Linked DNA regions of Mus musculus: region 2 is linked to region 1. Evidence: chromatin contacts called from public HiChIP or PLAC-seq data. All regions are on one chromosome and are shown on one strand. The core of a region is the stretch at or near the end of the contact, and the rest is flanking DNA. Distances in the headings are between cores, read along the strand shown. Region 1 holds the start of Rrp36 (ribosomal RNA processing 36 homolog (S. cerevisiae)). Region 2 has its middle 22 kb from the start of Bicral.

Region 1 (3,502 bases), core at 720-3,219:
ATCATTCAGGAACTGGTAAGTTTTGTCAAACACTTCAGGGTTATAGTCCCCTGACAGATCATCAAAGCGGGGGTCTCGGGCGACCTTTGCAAAACACAGAGAGAATATAATCCGCTTGTTTAAGTCTCCTGTCTCCAAGGAAGTCCTTGTTCCCTGCTCTTTCCTCACCTTTTTACTGATGGGCACCACCTGACGTAAGAATGGCACCCGGACTTTAGCTGACATTTCCAGAGGCCTGAGGAGAAATGAAAGGCCGGGGGTAAGTGCACTGCCGTCTTGGAGGAAGGTAACAGACATCTGTCAAAGTCCCGGGGAAGTTTTAACTCTGTGGGCAGGCTTTGGTCCTCACCGGTGCTTATCGGCGACACACACGGGTTGTTGGGGGCTTCGCGTTCTAGTGCTGTTTCCAGCTACCAATTGTTTGTGTGCCTTGGGTCTCCCTTGGCCCTGTAATCTCAACAGCTCCTCAAATGACATGTCAGATGTGTCTGCTGCAGGAAAAGGTCACACAACTCCGGTCAGTACCTCCCCACTGCAGGAAAAGTCTTCATCGGGCTAGGTTCAGAATATGAAAAGAACGCCCTGCCAGGCTGGACCACCTAAGTTAGAGCCTGGAGTCACATGGTGTAGGGAGGGGACAGACTGACCAAAGCTGTCTTCTGAGCTCCACGTCCACTTTGTAAGACACACACATGTACGTATACTTGCACAAGCGCGCGCGCGCGCGCGCACACACACACACACACACACACACACACACACACACACACATCAGATACATAGCAAAGACCATCCTTACTTGCTAGGCAGCACTGGTCGCCAAGGTGCTACTCTGTAATGTTGCTAGACAGGATCTGTGTAGCCTTGGCTGTCCTGGAACTTCCTCTGTAGATCAGGCTGGCCTCAAACTCAGAGCTCTGCCTGCCTCTGCCTCTAGAGCTCTGAGATTAAAAAGGCATGTGCCACCACCTCCTGGCCAGAACCTATTTATTTTTGCATAGTAAAAAAGAGTCTGATTTATCCCTCCCTGTGCTAATTTTCATGGTATTCTGAACTCAAAGCTCTCCAGTGGCTTCCATCTCCCTCAGCTTGGAAGTCACTGTGTCAAAGGGTCTCAACCTGAGTCTCAACTCCTTTGGGGAAGGTGTCCAAAGCCCCTTTCACAGGGGTTGCCTACGACCATCAGAAAACATATTTATATTACTATTCATAACAGTAGCAAAAATCACAGTTATGAAGTTGCAACAAAATAACTTTATGGTTGGGGTCACCAGTGTCACAGCATTAGGAAAGTCGAGAATCACTGGAATATGTAGACCAAGCTGGTTTGGAGTGCACAGGAATCTGGCTGCCTCTGCCTCCCGAGTGCTGGTCAGGCGTGTACTAACCCGCCTGGCTAAATACCCTTTTCTAGAGGTTAAGTGGACCGACAACGAACTTTTTGCTTTGCTGTTTGGTTATTCTTTATTTCCAAGTGCACGCATACAGTTTAGTTAGTCGCATCCCGCCCTACTAGACTTAGGAAGAACCCAAATCCTCCCTTTAAGAATATGCCCAGGCCTGGCCCGGAGACTTAAGACCTATAAACCCAGCACTTGGTAATAAGGCAGGGCGGCCAAGAGTTCGAAACTGGCCTGGGCCACATTATGAGACATCCCCGCCCTCCGTACCCCGCCCACCGCCATGTTCCAAACCAAACCAAACCAAACCACGAAACTTCTCCCAAAGTCGTAAAGCGGGAAGCACCCGCTCCTCTCGGCCTCCATTGAACCGCGGCACTCGGGCGGCTTCTGTTCCCGCAGCCAAACGCCTCCCGCTCACCCCAGCCTTAGGTCCTCACCCTTCAGCCGGTCGCCAGTCACCTCCCCGCCCTCCATAGCACGGTGAGGACCTTCGGCCTCAGCCCTAGCCCTAGAACCAGCCTTCCGCATGTCTTCCGTAGTCCGGGCTGAAAACTTGCACGACTTCCGCTCACGACGAGGTCCCACGTCCCACCCTTTCCGGAAGCCTGAGCCAATGTGCTGAGGGTTCTGCCAGAAGCACCGCCCCGCAGCCGTAGAACTTCACGTCTGCGGAGAGGCTGCCAGGCTCAGTGGCATCGGATTTCTTCAGATGCTTGGCCCTGAAGCCAGAACCGCAAGGGTGGCCCCTTTGCCTCCACCCCTCTATCGTAGTCGCCAGAAATAGGACACGTTTGGAGGTTTTAGGTTTTATAAAGTCAGAGCTGCCTGAGCTTCAGGGGTACAGCAACAGCTCAAGGAAGGGTGAAGCTGTCTGTTGGTCCCCACCACCGCGGGTTGGGGAGGGGGTTTCATGCCAACAGCCGAGGCTCCTCTCAGCTCCCGGGCGATGCTCAAGCAGGGAGAGGGTGGTCATGGGGAGAGGGAGGCTCCTGAGGCTCCAACACTGCTGGCTTCTCCCACTCCTGTCCCTTTCCAGCACACACAGCCTGGCTACCCAGCCAGACTGGGGCAGAGCAAAGGCCCAGGAGCGGTGGAGGGAGGTGGATGGGGACAGAGCACCAAGGGAAGGGGCCCTCGGCCCAAGGAGGGAGGGAAATGCCCTCCCCCAAAAAACTCCCCACTGAATTCACAGCACAGAAAACACCTCTAGTCCATCAACTCCACGTGGAGGTATACCGAGTCCAGGGTCCAAAGGGGCAGGCGGGTGAGAAGGGCAGGGGCAATGAAGACAAGAGAGGGCTCAGTAGGGGAGGCAGCATAAACTTCCTAGCCATGGGAGGAGACAATGGGGCGGCTGATATTGCTGTTGGTGGTCATGGCGTTGAGCTCCCACCTGGAAAGGTGAACAATGGGCAGAGAAGACCGGAAGAGGTGGTCTCTATGACAACAAAGCTATGACACAGCACCCTCCAAACTCCCACAGAGGGGTTAATCACCAGACCCCACCTACCACTACAACTCCCACCTCCTCCTACTCAACCACCTCCAGGTTCTCTGGGATTTCCTGTTTATGTTTATACAGACTTCTGAGCCTAAGCATCTGGCTCAGGTGTACCCATTTTAGTAAACACCCCAGGTACCTCTCCTGCTCTGCAGTCTGCAGCCAGCCAGGCAGCACTTCCCCCTCATCCTTACCAGAGCGTCAATCCCTTGTTGCCAATTTCCCTTATTTTAAGGCCCTGATTCAGACCTCCTGTTCTCCCTAAACTTTGGGACCTAAAGATTTTCCCATCCACCCCACCAACTTAAAAGTATGCTTCCCACACCACTTTCATTTTACAAAGACTTAAGTCTTCCTTATACAAGACTCTAAGCCGTGTACTCGGCATTAAGGTATTCGCACCCGTGTTAAATTGGGGCCAGTCTGGGATTCATTCTGTGAATTGGTGATTCTCTGTCACCAAAGGACACAGAGACCTTAACAAGCAAGAATTAGCCGGGTGTGGTGGCACACGCCTTTAATCCCAGCATTTGGAAGGAGAGGCCAGCCAGGTCTATACAGAGAAACCCTGTCTCGGGAAACCAAAAAATAAAAAATA
Region 2 (3,305 bases), core at 404-2,903, 180 kb after region 1:
TTTTCAGCCAGCACCACAGGACAAGTGCCATCATGCCTGGTCAAGGTCAATTTTAACTTGCTAGACCTCAGAAATCTCAGCTGTATACAGCTGTACTAGTTGTAGATTAAACAGTTTAGTATAAATGCCAAAATGTAATAATTCAGGGACTCTTCCCAAGGGACCTTAGGTAGGTCATTGACTCTTTTCATAATACAGAAACTAGGGATGGACCTTCAGCAATATCTTCAGACAGGATCTCACCATGTAGCCTAGTTTGGCCTAGAACCCAGTGTAGTTCACACTGGCCTCAAATATAGAGATCCTCTTGCTTCTGCCTCCCTGAGAGCTGGGATTAAAGGTGTGTGCCACTGTACCCACCGACTTTAACATGTATTGAAAGGCCATCAGGGTGTGAAGCAGGATAAAAGTGAGACAAATAATATTTGTGAAATGTTTACATTCTAGCCAGGAACAAAGTTGAACTCCTGATGATGTAAGGAAGTTGGATTTGGTGGACCTGAAATAAGCCACTTTGAGAGGCAACACCTATCCTGACTTAAGAGCTTTGGTTCTTCTAACGCAGTGTTTGATGTGTTTGTAGCCAGTGAGCCAAAGAAGCCACAAGAACAGGAAGTGTTCAATTTACAACTTTATTAAGAAATTGATAATTAAACAAGTCACACCCTTTCAAGAGTGTCTAGGACTAAGGGAGCCCTTGGGACTTTCCTGAATGGAAGCACTGGAGGGAAGGGAGAGAGGACAGTAAAGACCCAGCGGCCCCACCCAGCATCCCATCCCAAGGCATCCTTCAAGCATCTTTATTAACACTACTTGCTGGGAGAGCTCTGCTCATCCCACATGCTGCTGCTTAGTGGCTGTTTCTCTTCCCCACTATTTCCATCCAACTAAGACACCTCCCAGGAATGCATCCTTTCTCCCTATATTCAGGCCTTCTTAACCTCCATCCCTAACAAATGGCCCTGCATCTTCTAAGCCAGTTACAGTAATCAATTTTGAATGCCTTTTTTCTTTTCTTTTAAAAAGATTTATTATTATATCTAAGTACACAGTAGCTGTCTTCAGACGCACCAGAAGAGGGCGTCAGATCTCATTACGGATGGTTGTGAGCCACCATGTGGTTGCTGGGATTTGAACTCGGGACCTTTGGAACTGCTGAGCCATCTCTCCAGCCTCCCCCACCCCCCCCTTTTTTTTTTAAAGATTTATTATATGTAAGTACACTGTAGCTGTCTTCACACACCCCAGAAGAGGGCATCAGATCTCATTACTGATGGTTGTGAGTCATCATATGGTTGCTGGGATTTGAACTCAGGACCTTCAGAAGAGCAGTTGGCGCTCTTAACCTGCTGAGCCATCTCACCAGCCCCCCCCCCTTTTTCCCTAATTTCCCTCTACTGTTATTCTGTAGCCAGTTCAAGGGACACGAACCTAAGAAAAAGTACTACCAGCTGCCTCAAAGAGGAGCCAGCTGGTTAAGGGTTTTATACATTTCCACTGGCATCCTTTGGATACTTTCTTCCCTCAACACCTCTCCCTCTCCCCAGTGCAACTGTGCAAAGGTCAAAAAGTCAAACTGGGGCTGGGAAACAGCACAGCAGTACAGAGCTCTCAGTGCGCAGACTCAGGGCTCCAGGCAGCAGCCTGCAGGTGTCTTATGTCCCACTTGCCCTGCAGCCCGAGATGACCAACAACTTCCTTCTGAAACCAGCCGCCACCTGTTCTTCCTGCAAGATGCTGGCCATGCGTGAGAGCACCACAGCCTGCCCTCCATCCCCGCCTCCGAGGTTTCACTCCCTCTAACTCCTGCTCTTCTTTTCTGCCTTCACTCCACTCTCCTCCCACCCTGATAAACCTTGTTCTTAGATCTGAAATTCTTTGTCCTTTCTCAAGAATCCTGCCCCTTTATCAGACTTGCTGTTTTATTAATCTCTCCCTCTTGGGTAGATACTCTCAGCTCATGTGAAAATGTTGGAAAATGGCTCTGGAGGTAAAGTGCCTAAGCCTTGGGTTTGATCTCCAGAACCATGTTAAAGATGAAAGACTTGACAGACCTACACACACACATTCTCTCCCCACACCAAGTACTCAAAATGAGGCTGTAACCCCGCTGCAGTATTTACTCCCCACTCTTTGAGCCCAGCCCTTCAACTCACACGGCAGAGAAGCTGCTTGTCAGATGGGTGGGCATGCCGCCACGGCCTAACTCCTCAGCATTCCACTGGGCACACTACTGTCCTTGCACAGCTTGGTCCACTTCTGTGCTCTCACATGACTTGGGCTGCTCCCAGGACACACCCACCAGCCAGTGACTTCTAACAGCTCAATTTTGGTACCCAACAAGTGGCATATGAATCCTGTCACCATCCCTTGCCAGCTAGTCCTCTTCTGGTCGTCTCCAAATTCTAAGTGGCACCGTCAGCCACTCAAAGCTTGGCCCATAAATGAGAAGCATAAATGAGAGGCATTCTTTTTTTTTTTTTTTTTTTTTTTTTTGGTTTTTCAAGACAGGGTTTCTCTTTATAGCCCTGGCTGTCCTGGAACTCACTTTGTAGACCAGGCTGGCCTCGAACTCAGAAATCTGCCTGCCTCTGCCTCCCGAGTGCTGGGATTAAAGGCGTGCGCCACCACGCCCGGCTGAGAAGACATTCTTGATTCCTTCCGCTCTTGCAGGACCAGACTACAGTGCAAACCTTTCTAATCCCTACCTTTTACACAGCGGTCAAATCGTCTATAAAGAACATGAGCACTTCTGCACTGGTAGTCCTAGGACTAGGAAACTGAGGCAGGAGGATCACATGAACACAAAACTTGAGCCCAAGCAATTAAGCACGACTATGATACTGAAGTTTCAAAACAAAAATCCTCCGCAGTGGATTGCTCGTTAGCAATGCTTGCAGCCCTGAGTTCAAATCCCCACCCTACTCCCTTAGACCATAGCTTCTCACTGCAATTAGGACAAATCTAAGAATTCCCTAAGTGGCCTAATCACAGCAGCTCCAGAGAAGCTCGGCAGCCTTCGCTCCCTTTCAGTCTGCTCTACACAGGCGGCTTGGAACGACAAACCCTGCTTCTGAGGTGGCTAGCACAGCTCATGCCTTCGGAGAAACTTACTAGGCAGCAAGGGCTACTCCCAACTCATATGAAACCTCCAGCTTACAGGTTTTCTCCCACTGGCTGTGAATTCCATGAGTTCAGATGTCTTGTTTTAAATTCCACTCACCACTACTTTTAATGATTCTTTCCCTATAAACTAGACTATTTTAGAGAAACCACGGTTTTAAAAGCTTTTGGGCTTTGTGTCC

The links. HiChIP or PLAC-seq counts read pairs in DNA pulled down with a chosen protein or histone mark.
Region 2: an H3K27ac HiChIP or PLAC-seq map of embryonic stem cells shows a contact between it and region 1, with 6 read pairs. The contact joins the enhancer-like site here to the promoter of Rrp36 in region 1. A contact is called at or near these places in 3 of 39 promoter capture datasets (embryonic stem cells, liver and neutrophils), 1 of 484 Hi-C or Micro-C datasets (embryonic stem cells), 8 of 115 datasets of contacts at active chromatin or transcription factors (bone marrow-derived macrophages, effector CD8 T cells, embryonic stem cells and 4 more) and 3 of 9 other capture datasets (adipose tissue, liver and pancreatic islet).

What each region holds. Positions count from the first base shown.
Region 1 is chr17:46,672,357-46,675,858 of GRCm38.p6, forward strand. It overlaps Rrp36 (ribosomal RNA processing 36 homolog (S. cerevisiae)), which reads right to left and starts at 1,970. Exons shown (of 7, transcript NM_144857.2): 1 at 1,841-1,970; 2 at 350-491; 3 at 169-235; 4 at 1-84. The coding sequence starts at 1,931. It overlaps Klhdc3 (kelch domain containing 3), which reads right to left. Exons shown (of 12, transcript NM_027910.3): 12 at 2,194-2,796. The coding sequence ends at 2,730.
Region 2 is chr17:46,851,263-46,854,567 of GRCm38.p6, forward strand. It overlaps a transcript of Bicral not described here. Among named protein-coding and RNA genes, the nearest start is that of Bicral, 22 kb to the left of the region's middle. Within about 2 kb of position 1,654, at least 95 of the 459 cell types and tissues checked have an H3K27ac peak or open chromatin away from gene starts, as enhancers often do. A contact at or near this core is called in adipose tissue, embryonic stem cells and heart atrium, where this site is marked.